Regions from separate parts of the Mus musculus genome. Here regions 1, 2, 4 and 5 are each linked to region 3. A link is a contact called in public Hi-C and HiChIP or PLAC-seq data. All regions are on one chromosome and are shown on one strand. Each heading gives the region's core, a stretch centred on a gene start, on an enhancer-like site or on the middle of the called end of the contact. The rest is flanking DNA. Distances are from core to core; before and after follow the strand shown.

Region 1 (2,700 bases), core at 132-2,631, 190 kb before region 3:
TCTGATTTGTTCCAGCCCATTTATTTTACTGCCCATCATTTCGGCCTATTCATAATACAAATGACTCATTGCTTTTATTCTAATTTTTTCTCATTACAGCTAAATGTCCCTAAACAGTTAATGTTCAAAAAATTGTTATTTCCTTCCTGTGCTTCTGTACTGCCAGCCACATGGATTTTCTTCTTTTATTGAACTGTTCAGGGGACACCATGACTTATCTTACTTACTCTCACAACCCAGTGACTTCTCTGTATGATCTTTGCTGTATTGATATGATGCTTCCATTCTTAAACAATACCAAGTTAAATTTCCTTGTTTTATGTTTGCTGGCTGATACTTGTTTATCTATTGACTGGCCAGTATTTTTTTTTAATTAAAAGAAGAGCTGTACTTTATTTTCCACTGTCTTGTTCATGGTTTCGACCAGTCCTGCCTTCTTGTAATCCTTCTCTGTTTCTGTCATGACATACCTGATGCACCATTGCTCAATGATAAAAAGCTCCCGTGTGATCCTTGGGAACATGTTTACAGCTTCACCTGCAAAATGACAAGTTGAAGAATATTTTCCTAGAAAACCATTCTGTCTAGCAATGTCTACCTCATTGTAAATGCTACCTTGAAATCCGACTACAGAGATAAGCAGCTACTGCTGCTTAATGTTCCCTTCATCTGATGTATGCATCTTCGTGGAGTGATGCAATTAGTCCTGGACATTGATCCTGACTTTCTGCTATATTCTATAAAGTTAGAATTGCAGCATAGTATAGAGAAGTCCTACAGAAGTAATTTGATATCATAAGTCACCAACTCCCTGATTTATCTGTTCCTATTCTAACCAGTTCTTGTTCTGAGGGAACAGGAGGCCTACATTTCTCAGCTGGCCCACCTGTTCATACCACCCCAGTTACTAGAAGAGCTGGTCACTAGCTCCGTGACAGGCTTCTGTGTTCCTGGGTGTGTGTTCTTCCCATTATCTTCCATTTCATTTCCATTTTAGTACCCACCCAAAATATGATGATTTAGCTCCTATGTCATCCATAGTCCTTATTTTATTGGAAGAATATAGATTAGGAACTTAGTTGATATTCATAGATTGGTTGTTGATTGTTTGATTTCACAGTAGGAAACTTGGAAAGCAGAGAGTGCGCTATGTATCACACTTAACCTTTTGCTGCTAGTGTGAGCTTGCAAAGAGTTTACCATGTACTACTTTTGCTGGCATGGGGTGATAAAGATAGGAAATGGGAGAGGAAGTTATATAGTTCTTGTGCAAATCTAGGTTTTCTATTTTTCCTGTTTTGCTACTGTTTGGAAAGTACAGCCTCCGTTCATGGCAGCCTCACATGTGTTTCCTTAGTGCCATTTCAAAAAGGGGGAAATAAATATGGCATTTTTTTCATAGTGAGAATAGTAAAATCACGAAGATTTCCCCTTTTTCTGTTGGTGAAACTTCAATCGCACTAGGCACAGATTCCTCTACTTCAGCTATGTGTGCCAAGGCAAAGCACACAGAACAGCATACTAGAGCTGTAAAAACCAGGATAACAAGAAATGCTACAGAACCCTTACATTGCACAGTAGTAGGGAGGCCTGGGAGCCAGTGACTCTGCTACTCCACACTCAGTGGCCTGTTTACCCAGCTAGGTATTGTCTTCAGACAAAGGACGCTCTGGACTTCCTATACAGGGAAGCTGTATTTCTTTGATAAAGCTCTTCCTTCCACATAACTGTGCATGGTGAAATTCACCCTGAGTGTCTTACAGTCCCTACACACAGTTCTAATAAATGAATTGTTCTCTTTGGCAGTTAGGATGGCATTTGAGGAAGTTTTGTAATCTAAAGCTTTATGCATTATTAGAGAGCAATAAAAAGCTGTCTGTTCAAGCCTATGGTGATCTGCTATGGACTCCAAAGGGTGGGGCCCAACTGTGCAGCAGAAGAAACAGTAGTAGATCTTGTAGTGGCCCTGATGGCTGCCATTGGTAATTCTGGAAAAGAGAATGGTTTCTGGAGGATGTGGAGAACACAGAGGCAGGATGCTTACAGGATTCTTGCTTTCTTCTAGGTGGGTGGCTTGGCTTGTTTTTGTGTTTGTGGAATGAGAATATTCTCTGAGGCAAATGTTAAGTGTGTATTTCTAGAAGAGATGTTGATAATAATCCCTCATCAATGAACAGTTCTGTGCAGTCTCCAGATAGTATTGTGGCAGGAGGGTGAAAATAATGCCTTGATAAGTCCTGGATTTTTTTGTATTGCTATTGTTCTTTAATTAAATGTGTATTAAGCTCCAACAAGGCGCTATGAAGAATGTCAACTTACAGATGATTTTCAGCATACTCAGAAGATTTATAAACACCAATAAATGGAAAGTCACAGCCCCCCTCTGAGGTGGTAAACATATTTGTTCTTCCTACAAATGAGAAGTGCAATAGGCTGTACTCAACCCGACCAGGACTGAGGGTGAGAATTGAGAACTGTTGAACAGAGAGAAAAGCATTTTCCATCACTAGGAATTGGATTAGAATGTATTATTAAGGAACTATGCCTAAATGTGCTTAGAGTTGTGAGGTTTTAATTAAATTGTTCCAGTTACTGTTAACATTTGGGTTAGAAAGAGGCTGCCAACGTATGACACTATGTTTCAGATTTAGTGTCGAAAATAATTGGGAAAGAGACAGAATACTTGATACTGAAGAATTT
Region 2 (2,700 bases), core at 79-2,578, 180 kb after region 3:
TTTCGACAACAGATGTTTTAGCGATCTCCGGAATCATTTTCCGCCGAGGTATTCCACATTGCCTTCAGCTGAGACTTGGTCAAGGAAAGCTATGCATACAAACTACCTGAATGGAGGAGCCTTGTCTTTAAGCAGGCCTAGAAGGAGGAAGCGACTCGCTGGTGACCACAGAGAGGGAAGACCAGGGACTTGCACCCTTGACTCCCACACCAGCACCCCACACAGGTTTAGTAGTTTCAGCCAACTCTTTCCTGTCAGAAAGACGCACTCTATCGACAGGGGAATTGTGCAAGGGCAAAAGAAATCAGTTTCTCTGGTGTGCCAACTTCCCAAGCTTGTGAAATTCCTGGATTTGTGGATTGGGGAACTGAGAGACATGCCATGTGGAGTCGGCAATGGGCAAGTAGGCCTATCTGAGATGTACTGAGACTGGCAGCAGAAGGGCTTATTTAGGGAACAAAAATAAAATTATATATGATACTCTACCTCAGGTGGGTATGTTAGCTATGTGGGGTTTTTTGTATTATTATTGTTGTGTTTTAATTTTTTTTTTTTTTTTTTTTTTTTTTTTGGCCAGACGGTGGCCAACAGACTTCCAGAATATTCCTTGTTCAAGCACGTAGGAAATCCCTGCCTGTGTTGGTCTTGGGGAGGGAAGTTTGGCTATGAGCAATTTTTCCTGAAAAATCAAAACAGCTCTTCCAAGTGGGCCCTGCTTCCAGGGGCAGTGTGAAGCTGGGCATGCTTCCCTGTGCCTGAGTGTGAGCATGAAGGTATCCGGAGGAGGGAAGGGTGTCTGAAGGTCAGGCTGCTGGGAATCCAAACCTCCAAGCCTGATTTACAGCCCTGGGCCTCAGGTCTCCTCCCACTCAGCCCACAAAATCCCCCAATTTTCTTCTCTGTGAGCCAGCACTCTTCAGAGCTGGGAAATGAGATCTAAGCAGTGGCTTTTTTCTGGGCTTACGTACGCTATGGATTCTTCCCTGAGATGGTGGCAGAGAGGAAGGGAAGTGGTTCTTGAAAGTGTGGGCAGAACACTGGGGTGAGTCAGAAAACAGCAGCCAGCCTGCAACAGGCTGGAGACCATCCAGCCTCACGCTCTCCTTGGCTCCCTTTCTTTTTGATTTCCTCTCTTATTGTGACTTTCAAATAAAATCTTATAGGGAAACCCAACATACTAAACTTAACAACAGAACTGCTCCAAGCTACAGAGGATCAAGGATCAAGTTCTGCTTCTTTGTTCTTTCCCCGAGCATCTGCCAGGATGGAGCCTGTGTGTTCCCTGCCTGGATCTCTTGGCTTCATGGAACACAGCTGCATAGCTCTGCTGTGATCCAACACCAACATGTAAGACATGGGATGATTGATGCTCAGGAAGGTGGTGAGTCTCACTTAAAGTCACACAGGGAACTAGGGGGCCAGTTGGTGCACCTAGAGACCCCTGGCTTTCCTCTTCCTCCTCCTCTTCCTCCTCCCCTCCCTCCTCCTCTTCCTCCTTCTCCTTCTTCCTCTCTTTTTCTTCTTCCTCCTCCTCTCCCTCCTCTTCCTCTTCTTCTTCTAGTCGTCTGTATGGGATGCCATGTGGGCTCTGTAAAGACCTTAGGTTAAGCAATGAGTAAACCTCATTTTCAGTAAGGAAAAAGTCAGTGCTTCGAATTTCTAGGTTTATAGCTCCAAGAAATCAGCTCCTTCAGTCTGGCTGTTAGCCCAACTTCCATACCCCCAGGGAGTGGTTCTTCTCTTCAAACTTGGAGCCAGCAGTCCCCTTTCACTTCCTTGCACATATCATTTCTCCTGGGCTGGGCTTCTGCCTCCTTGTTGCTATAAAGTGAAACGAGAATGCATTTCTTTTTCTTTACCCTAGCAGGACTCGACCTGCCTCTGAGCCTGGCTCAGGTATGAAGATGTGCACCTACTCCTAGCTTTGTAAGCCAAGCTCTGCCTGAATCCCTATCCACTTGTTCCCAACTATGCTGACCACAAACGCTCTGCTTAGCACCCAGGACTTCACTAGCATGTTTCTCACACAGACTACCATCTCCATCTTTTGGCTACCCTTAACATTCCCCTGACAAGCCTTTCATGTCTACAAGTGTTTGAAGCAGTAGTGTGGAGATGGGAGGGGCTGGCTGCACTTGGCTGTTTCAGGCTCTCCAGTCTTTGTATTACAGCTATTCTAAGCCAATCCCACAGCCCTACGGAGCTGTGGTTTCCAACTGTGAGCTCCTAAACTCTGTGTCAGAAGAGCATCGCAGCGAAGATGTTCATCCAGTTCAGCAGAGGTCAGATGAGACTCTCAGGTTTGTTCTCATAGACTATAGCTGTCTAGTCAAGCCCAGTCATGCCACTGAGCTGAATCTTTTCCCTTTCCCTAAATGTTACAAGATCCATGGATTTTCTTTTCCCCCTCCCTCACCAAACCACTACTTACCCAGAATGCTCCAGGGCATCTCAAACTCTGAGACTTAAAAATCTATGCCTGATCGCTTTCTCTCCCTTTGTCTCTCTGTCTCTCTCTCTGTCTCTCTGTCTCTGTCTCTATTTTCCTGTCCCAAGACTATGGCTGTCACCCTGCTGACAGACAAATACAGTTCTAGAAAACTATTTTAGATATTCTCATCTGCCCTGCTGTGTCCAGCTGCCCCCTCAGAATACAGGTGTCAGAATTAGATCCTCTTGGCTGTTGCCAAAAACCAGGGA
Region 3 (2,700 bases), core at 197-2,696:
CTACTGTACTTTCTGTCAGTCACATGGTTATCCAAGGAATATCAAACCAAGATTGTTGGAATGGAAAGGGTCCAGACTTTTTGGGTTCTAAGCATGAAGAGTAAGAATCATCCAAGGGAGCAACATTTTCATGAGACAAAGCTATGTGCCCATATGCGCTGTACATGTATAAGTCTGTATATAGAGAGATGATAGATAGACAGATGGCAGATAGATAGATAGATAGATAGATAGATAGATAGATAGATAGAAGATAGATAGATGATAGATAGATGATAGGTAGATAGATGATAGGTAGATAGGTAGAGAGATGATAGATAGAAAATTAAACAGACACAGATATCCTTAAGCCCATACCCACTGACAAATTTTAACTGACTATGGCATATTCTTAGTTATAATAGAATTAAAATCTAAGTTGAGAATTACTGATCAAGTTTCATCTTGTCACATCATAGACCCGAAGACAGAAACACACTGGCAACTACTTTCAGAAGGTCCTCTGTGACACATCTGTGTAAGGAACCCTGGTTCTATGACTTTCACTAATAGTGATTTTCATTTTTATTTCACAAAACGATATTTCTGGATTGCATCATGTCTTGCTTCATGGTTGCGGTGGAACATAAGCGAGCAGGCAGGGGTTTTTACTGTGTCTGGGGTCCCATGATAGATGTGTTGGTAAGGGAGGATGTGTTCACTGGTTTCTGCTGAGATTCACCTGTTCACTAATGACAGCTCCTCAGCACATTTTCATAGTGGTAGGTCCGTGGGCTGCATAGTTTTGTGTGTGTGTTTTCAATTTCAGTTCCTTTGATAACTGAGCAAATAACAGAGATGATGAAACCGAACAGAATTAATCTCCTAGATTGTGTGTCACTTCTCCTTTTCAGTGAGTCAGTACGTTTGGTAATGACACGGGAGATTAGAAGGTTGCAACGTGTGCCTCAGTGAATGCTTGTGGGAAACTCACTATTTGCCCATCACAGATTTATGTGGAGTGAATGAGAGTTTTACTGCACAGAATATCCAGGATGGAGAAAAGATAAATAAATTTGGAAGTCTTTGCCCTCAAGAAACTCATAGACTGTCACAGGTTAGACAACCAAAAATGTATAATAACCCTTTCCCTGTGAGGTATCTGTGCATATGACCAAAGGATGCCTTGGGACATGGAAAGCAGTGGTAGCTTAAGGGCTGATACCTGAGCTGCATCTGTAAGGAAAGACTCCCCCGGCCCCTGTAGAAAGGAGAAGAAAGGCATGATAAAATGAAGAACTTGGTAGAAAGGAAGGCAGGGAAAGTGTTCCCTCTTGAGATAGCAGAATGTCTTCAGCACTAACAGGGTGATGAGCCAGCAGTAGGGACGTGGAAGGCGAGACAGTCAGTGTTCAGCGAGGAGCTGGTCCATGCCACTAGATCTGTGCTTGATCCAGGAGAGAACAACTGTTCCTGTTGCCAAGTAGCACTGCTAGTGACTGAGATGATCTCACAGAGGCACCTCGTGGGGCAGAGTACAGACTTGCCAGGTGGAACAGAAAGATGGCATTGCTGTCTTTTACTCACGCTTCAAAACAGGAAGTGCCTAAGTAAGCAGCTTTTCGGATCAATGCAGCCATGCTTTACCTGCCCTTGGGTTCTTCCGCATCAGCAGGACTAGGGGCATACTGCTGCTGTGCAAAGATGCCACCAAATGCAACAGAAGGCAGATCACCCAATCTTTAGAAGTGGAAATGTATATACATCTAGATTTGAATGTTGCTTCCAAGTTTCAACAAAAAGGCAAGCTGTCAGAAAACCCCTCACATGTGTATTCTCAACTGAGTTCTTGTGGTTTTTTGGTCCTGGTGCCTACTGAAGAGTTTGTCTATGTTTACAATGGAAAAGACCTTGGGAGCCATCTCCAAATCTTGTTTGTTTGTTTGTTTGTTTGTTTTAATAAAACTAGAGAGAATGGCTCCAGCCATCATTGGGAGCACGCATGTGATCCTTCCATTCATGTGGAAGCCTGGCTTCCTTTTCATGCTGTTACTAATCAAGTGTTCATTAGTCATGAATTAGTGAGTTATCCCAAGGCATGCCTTGATATCACAGTCCCTGTTCACTCGCGCTTATTTAGTACAGTTTCCATTACCTAGAATATACTGTGGCTTACATATATTAAGTGAAAAATTCTAGAAAGAAACAGATTGTAAGGTTTGAATGGCATGTCATTGTGGGGAACATGCTGAAACCTCACACCGTCCTTCTTCATCCAGTCAGGACATGAGCATTCCCTGGGGCCTTTGCCTCACATGACACCTGTAGTAGCCCACTCTACCACTGCTGATACCAGGAAGGCAGTCGTACTGTCAGAAAGGGTATGGCCAGTAACTTTATTCCATGTAGATGTGGCCTCTGAATAAAACCAAAGGTGCTGCTGATTCAGACATGCCAGAGGCTGACAGCTGCTTCCAATAAGTGCAAGGTGAAACTACTCATGCTAATAGGAGAAGGGGGAAAACCCGAATGCTGAGACTGCTAAACTCTGCAGAAAACCGAATCTTAGTATCCAGGGAGAAAGTAATTCATGACGATGTTTCTATCTTGCCTTAAACTGCAAAAATTATGATCGCAGTGAGTAATAAATGATATAGTTCTGTACTATCAATGATTAGGGGCATCAAAGGGGACAGTCTCAGGATGAAAATGGGCACGTAC
Region 4 (2,700 bases), core at 73-2,572, 150 kb after region 3:
AGGTCAGCTGGATCCTTTCTCTGCCTCTCTGAGCTAACAGGCTTTCACCCCAGCATCTGGCTTCCAAGTCTTCATTGATAAAATCAAAGGATTGATATTTTGTTAAAAACAACAGCTGATGGTATGTATAATTTAATAATAAATTAATAAATATATGAAGCCCATGACAGTATTTTTTCCTGTTACATATCTTCGTACCACTGATATATGCTTTTTCATATGTAGAAAAAAACTAAACGTTATTTCCTACTTCTAAATTTCCATCTAGACTGTGTTTTATTCAGCCCCGTATATAGGACATATGAAGTTCTTGAGCTAATATGTACTGCATAGATGCATGAATGAATAAACACATGAATGAAAGACTGTCTCTGTGGGATGAGTGTTATCTCCTGTGAGGTCACTGAGCAGGAAGAAATCAATTATGCTCCTCAGGAGAAAATATGATCGGCTGGTTTACTCTTGTCCTTTGTCACCTCCACGGTGACAAAATTCTACTGCATTATTTTTCCCTTTCAGATCTTTGTTGGTTGGTATGCAAAAATATTTTCCCTGTGACCCGTGAAGAACTGTTTTATATTCTGTAAGGTAATGGGAGGAGAAGGGGTCTTTTCTGTATTGTAACAGGGCATAAGGGGTCTTGACTCATTCAAACATGGAGGAAATTGCACAACTGGAGTGGCTTCATCTGAGCCATAGTGAATGCAAACGAGTGATGTCAAGCCAACCTAAACTACCCCATTGTTCTTAGTGTGACTAAAAACTGACTAATATTACTTCCTCTGGCGTGTTTTTTTTTTTTTTTTTTTTTTTTTTTTCCTGCTTCAGCACAATGGAAAAGTTCCAGGCTGCTGTTCTACTTCACTGTCTGGACAAAATGATTTCCTCTTGTCACAGCCACTTGAGACTAAAAACAGTAGAAGTGGGAGTTGGAACTCCGAGCTCCCAAGAGTATGCTTCAGTTTAGCCCTGTGATTGTTCTGAGATATTCACCAAAACTATAAATAATAGTGAAACCCAAATAGGACCAGACTGCCTATGTGAGCTGGAGAGGGCCCTTATACTTTCCCGTTTTTATTCTGAGGCTTTCAGGATTGCTAAGACGTCAAGCCAAGGAACTGTGGTTGAATGTGGAGTCTCTCTTCTGTTCAGCAGCTGTTTCTTCAAAAACAAGTCCTCCTACCTTGGGGCTGCTAACAGTTTCCACCTCCTCCCTGTAGATTGTTCTTTGTTCTGTCCTCTGGGAGATGGCTGATGTTTGCACACTCCAAAGAGGCTCAGAGCCATGCTCTGTGTGGACTAAGTCACTGGAGACATGACTAGTGATGACTTTACTCAGAAAGAAAATGAAGTCAGCCAAACCACAGCAGCAGGGATGCCTTTCAGGCTTAGAAATGGAGGGCACCTTTCTTTCAAAGTGGTCTCATGGGAGACAGAGTGGTTTCATTCTCTCACCCCAGTGTTACTATGGATACATAACCAAAGATATGTGACCGGAGGGAATCAAGGTGGCTCAGCAGGTAAGAGTCCTTGTTTCTAAGATTGATAACCTGAGTTTAGACCACAGAGTGCACGTGGTGGAGGAAGAGAACTAGCTCCCACTCTGTTGTCCTCTCTGTCCTATGATCTCTACATGTTCCTTGTAGCACATGTGCATCCATACAATATAGATACATACATACACACATACATACATACATACACACATACATGCATACATACATACATGCATGCATGCATGCATACATGCATACATCAACTACTTCTATATATCATTGCCTCCATATGTTTCTACAGTTAAGCTTTCCTCTAAACAATAAGCTACCTCAGCTCCCCTTTGCCCTCACTGGTGGCAGTTAGGCTCAACTGTACATTGCTACTTGCATAGAAAGCTTGTAATCCTTTGGCAAAGGGGAAAAAATCTCTCTGCAAGACTTTCAGCCCTTCTCATTTTCTTGGGAAAAAGAACATTCTAGAGGAAACACACACACACACACACAGTAAAATTAACCGAAGCTCCTTAGCCCTTTGCAAGTCTGGAATTCCTTTTTCTCTCAGTGAGTCATATCTATAACATATGAGTTTCCGTTAGTTTGAGGGTCAAAGAAAAATCCAGCCCCTACAGGACTTTTCAGCTCTCTGGGAATTGGAAGGAAGGACTCATTTCATGGCAGAGATGATTGCTTTTTGCTTTTGAACTATATCTGGTGGCCCAGAAACCACAGCCATCAAATTCAGAGGCTCTGCTAAATCGTCATGATTTCAGCTACCAATTAAGTCTAATGTGCGTGAGGAGCGATGAGTCTGCGGGTGGAATAAACCACTTCTTCAATTGATTGAACTTCCAAGCAAACATGCTTTGATGACCATGGACACCCATCCCTTAGAAAGATTTCCTGAGACAATGAAGAGGAGCCAACCTCTAATTGTTAAGGACATATACCGGGGAATGTAGATATACCCAGAGATCTTGTGTTCTCTGCCAGACCTTGAGCTACCTTTTAGTTCCAGCAAGATGCCTCAGGGGACCACATAAGGGACAAGTTATGAAGAAAACTCGCTGAGTTGCTGGCAGGCTGTATATGTCCAAAGACTTAGGCCTCATCTGAGAACACAAGTAGGAGTGTGGTCTGGGAATCATCTGCTATGTTAAATTGGGACTCCAGGTTAAATAAATAGGTTCAGAGAGGGATGGCATTG
Region 5 (2,700 bases), core at 164-2,663, 200 kb after region 3:
ACCCGAGGTGGGTGTAAGACGCTGACAGGGAAGGAAGTTTTGCCCCCTCTGTAGTTCCTCACAGGGCATTGTGCTGACAGAGCCGTAACAGATTGACTCATACAGAACACTAGGGAAAATGGGCATGATTGCCAGTTCCTAGGCCTGGAACTGGCTTCAGCTGGTTTACTGGTGGGATTCAGGGATGGGAGGTGCAACGGGTAGGTGCCACACTCAGGAAAGAGGGGTATTCTAGAAGGAGGGGTGTTCTTCCGTGCCAGAGGTTCAGGATGGGAGACGTTAAGCTCCAGTCTGGGCAGGCAGAGGAAGGGGCTGGCAGGACCCCATGCTTCTCTTTAGCTTCACACTGACTTCCCGCTCTCACAGACACGTCTCAAAACTCTGTCTCAGCCTCCGTTTCTCCAGCTGTAAATTGCAAAGACCCTACTTTTCAACATTTTGAGAAAGGCCTAGTACCCTCTCTCATCTACTCTGCGAGACTACTAAGGAGTGGTGAAGTTGTTCCAATAGTCGCTTGGTTTCTGCCCTGAGCTCAAGTTCTTTTAAGCCAGTTCTGGAATCCTTTGGGTGGTGGAGCGCACAAGGATTCCTGTGTGTCAGTAAGTGAGCGTACGTGACAGAGGGCTTTTAAATGAATCACTTTGTATATAGCAGGGCCGCACCTGCTCCTCAGACTCTGAAGGCAGTGCGAGCAACAAGATCATTCAAAAGCGCCGCTTTCCATTCAGGTCTATAATTAGCCAGCAGGCTGTTCACCCCTGGAGCTGCTGGGACGGGCCTGGGGCAGCCTGGAGGGGCGGAGCCGAGCCCCTAGGCCCGCCCCTTGGATTCCTCCTCCCGCTGTCCTGTCGGGTCTCCGGTTGTTCTCCCCACCCCCATCTGCGTTCTGGACCGTGCCGGGCTCTACGGGGCAGGATTCCTGGAGGACAGGGCCTGTCCACCCTCCTTTCGGGCTCCCTCTCCAGCTAAGAAGCCCCTCGAGGGATGCGACTCCCCTGGAGCAGCTGTATTTAGAGTGGCATCCTCTTCCCCGCCAGCCGGCTTCTGCGTCCCGCTCTCGGGGCTACCGCCCGCTCACCCCGCCCAGCTCTCCGGGCCCCTCCCAGCCGCCTCTCCCTCTTTGTCGCATTACATAGTAATCTGAGATGCATTGGATGGGCTCCAGGGAACAGAATGTACTTGGCAGAGGCGCGGGGCTTGATGTCTGCAAAATGTCGGAAACTCAGCCAAGAGCTGCTAACTGGGTCATTAACCTCCAAAAGCGAAGCGAGGGCTGTAGGCCCTCTCTGCCTCCCTTCATCTCGCCAATAAAAGTGCCTCAGTGTGAAGGAAAGAAAAAGCCCAAGGTTGGCTGCTTTGATTTCTAGGCACTGAAGGCAGACCGGTCTCCTCCCCCTGCCCGCGCCCCAGCTCCTCCCGGCTGCCTTTCTGTTCGGAACCAAGAGTTTACAAGTGGCCTTTCAAAGGCCCAGCAGCCCTGCAGGGCCAAGCTGCAGCATCTGTGAAGATGTTACCCTCCGCCCTTCCCAACCGCACAGCCTCAGACCCATTTTCTCCCCCCTGGGTTGCGAGGGAGGGGTAAGTTTGGAGGTGGGGCGAAGAAGAAAGTTCTAGTTTAGTCCTTCGGCACTATTCTGCTCCTCCCCCTTTCTGCTTGCTACTCCTCTTCCTTCTACCCTTCCCCTCCTTCCTGCTGGAAAGCTTACGGTGCTCCATATACAAAGCCTGGCTGATGAGCTCCTGGCAGCAGCTGTCAATCCTTTCTCTGCCTGTTAACTGTTACCTGTTCTCAACCTACCTCACCAGTTGGTCTTAAGGACCAAAGGAGAAAGTCCCTCTTTGATCCTGTGACCTTCAGGTCTCTAAAAGCCTAAGGTCTCTAAAGTCCAAAGGAACTCCGGACTTGTAAGTCCTGGAAAGTAAGCAGAGAAAGAGTCTCCCAAAGGCGAAATATCAAAAAGGGAGAGCCACTAAAATCCACCCCCTTCAGATTTCTGGCCATGTTGGACTGCCAAAAAGGTACTTCCTGTGATCATCCAAACCCATTTCTCCGTGGCTAGAGACTCAGGGAGAATTTGGTAGTGAAACCCGGAAGTGGTGTCTTCCTCAGATGAGAGTCCTTGATGGAGAGAGAAGACCACTTGCCCAGCAGAGACAAAGCAAACCCGGGGAGGGGAGAATTGACTTGGCGAATCATACTTAGAAACAGATGTCAGCTTGTCTACACAGTAGGCCAAACCCAGCCCGGGGTGCCCATGTCATTCTTGCCGCGGTCTATGGCAGGCATATCCGATTGACCCTGCCTTTCCCTGAGCATCCCACAGAGGCTAGTTTCTGGGCTTGATGACCTCTGCCTGACTTCCTACTGCCATGCCTCAGTTCCTCTGTAGCCATCAAATCTCAACTTGGGTGCCCCCACCTCTCTTGCTGCCTTCTTTCAGTTTTTCTGAGAGATTTACTAATGTCCTCCAGATAACCAGTCCCTTTGTGCCTGTGTTAAGTCTCTTGTATGGGATATAAGTTATTATATAGTTATTGCTCCATGGGTAGAACTCATTCCTTGTCAATATCAACACCGATGGCAAAGGCCACCCAGCACCCACCCTTCTTGATTTGCCTTCTCTTTGTTTAGGTAGGCCTTCTATCTATCTATCTATCTATCTATCTATCTATCTATCTATCTATCTATCTATCTATCTA

The links. Hi-C and Micro-C count contacts between places; a contact is called where the count stands out from the background. HiChIP or PLAC-seq counts read pairs in DNA pulled down with a chosen protein or histone mark.
Region 1: an H3K4me3 HiChIP or PLAC-seq map of bone marrow-derived macrophages shows a contact between it and region 3, with 2.8 times the contacts expected there. The contact joins two enhancer-like sites. A contact is called at or near these places in 1 of 484 Hi-C or Micro-C datasets (nephron progenitors), 1 of 115 datasets of contacts at active chromatin or transcription factors (bone marrow-derived macrophages) and 1 of 9 other capture datasets (adipose tissue).
Region 2: an H3K4me3 HiChIP or PLAC-seq map of bone marrow-derived macrophages shows a contact between it and region 3, with 2.5 times the contacts expected there. The contact joins two enhancer-like sites. A contact is called at or near these places in 1 of 39 promoter capture datasets (the C10 cell line), 2 of 484 Hi-C or Micro-C datasets (the HL-1 cell line and liver), 7 of 115 datasets of contacts at active chromatin or transcription factors (CD8 T cells, acute myeloid leukemia, bone marrow-derived macrophages and 1 more) and 1 of 9 other capture datasets (adipose tissue).
Region 4: a contact with region 3 is called in an H3K4me3 HiChIP or PLAC-seq map of bone marrow-derived macrophages, with 2.6 times the contacts expected there. The contact joins two enhancer-like sites. A contact is called at or near these places in 1 of 484 Hi-C or Micro-C datasets (brown adipocytes) and 2 of 115 datasets of contacts at active chromatin or transcription factors (bone marrow-derived macrophages and embryonic stem cells).
Region 5: a contact with region 3 is called in a Hi-C map of bone marrow-derived macrophages, with 29 read pairs. The contact joins the promoter of A230028O05Rik here to the enhancer-like site in region 3. A contact is called at or near these places in 1 of 39 promoter capture datasets (the C10 cell line), 1 of 15 datasets of contacts at CTCF or cohesin (large pre-B cells), 9 of 484 Hi-C or Micro-C datasets (the HL-1 cell line, the HPC-7 cell line, bone marrow-derived macrophages and 6 more), 8 of 115 datasets of contacts at active chromatin or transcription factors (acute myeloid leukemia, bone marrow-derived macrophages, embryonic stem cells and 1 more) and 1 of 9 other capture datasets (embryonic stem cells).

Annotation. Positions count from the first base shown.
Region 1 is chr16:24,668,585-24,671,284 of GRCm38.p6, forward strand. All of the region lies in intron 6 of Lpp (LIM domain containing preferred translocation partner in lipoma), which reads left to right. Among named protein-coding and RNA genes, the nearest start is that of Mir28a, 160 kb to the right of the region's middle. Within about 2 kb of position 1,382, at least 16 of the 459 cell types and tissues checked have an H3K27ac peak or open chromatin away from gene starts, as enhancers often do. A contact at or near this core is called in bone marrow-derived macrophages, where this site is marked.
Region 2 is chr16:25,041,138-25,043,837 of GRCm38.p6, forward strand. No RefSeq gene overlaps it. Among named protein-coding and RNA genes, the nearest start is that of A230028O05Rik, 17 kb to the right of the region's middle. Within about 2 kb of position 1,329, at least 137 of the 459 cell types and tissues checked have an H3K27ac peak or open chromatin away from gene starts, as enhancers often do. A contact at or near this core is called in the HL-1 cell line and bone marrow-derived macrophages, where this site is marked.
Region 3 is chr16:24,859,110-24,861,809 of GRCm38.p6, forward strand. The region is part of intron 9 of Lpp (LIM domain containing preferred translocation partner in lipoma); the gene reads left to right. Among named protein-coding and RNA genes, the nearest start is that of Gm22672, 24 kb to the right of the region's middle. Within about 2 kb of position 1,447, at least 47 of the 459 cell types and tissues checked have an H3K27ac peak or open chromatin away from gene starts, as enhancers often do. A contact at or near this core is called in the HL-1 cell line, acute myeloid leukemia and bone marrow-derived macrophages, where this site is marked.
Region 4 is chr16:25,010,384-25,013,083 of GRCm38.p6, forward strand. No RefSeq gene overlaps it. Among named protein-coding and RNA genes, the nearest start is that of A230028O05Rik, 48 kb to the right of the region's middle. Within about 2 kb of position 1,323, at least 82 of the 459 cell types and tissues checked have an H3K27ac peak or open chromatin away from gene starts, as enhancers often do. A contact at or near this core is called in bone marrow-derived macrophages, where this site is marked.
Region 5 is chr16:25,058,226-25,060,925 of GRCm38.p6, forward strand. It overlaps A230028O05Rik (RIKEN cDNA A230028O05 gene), which reads left to right and starts at 1,414. Exons shown (of 3, transcript NR_040374.1): 1 at 1,414-1,578.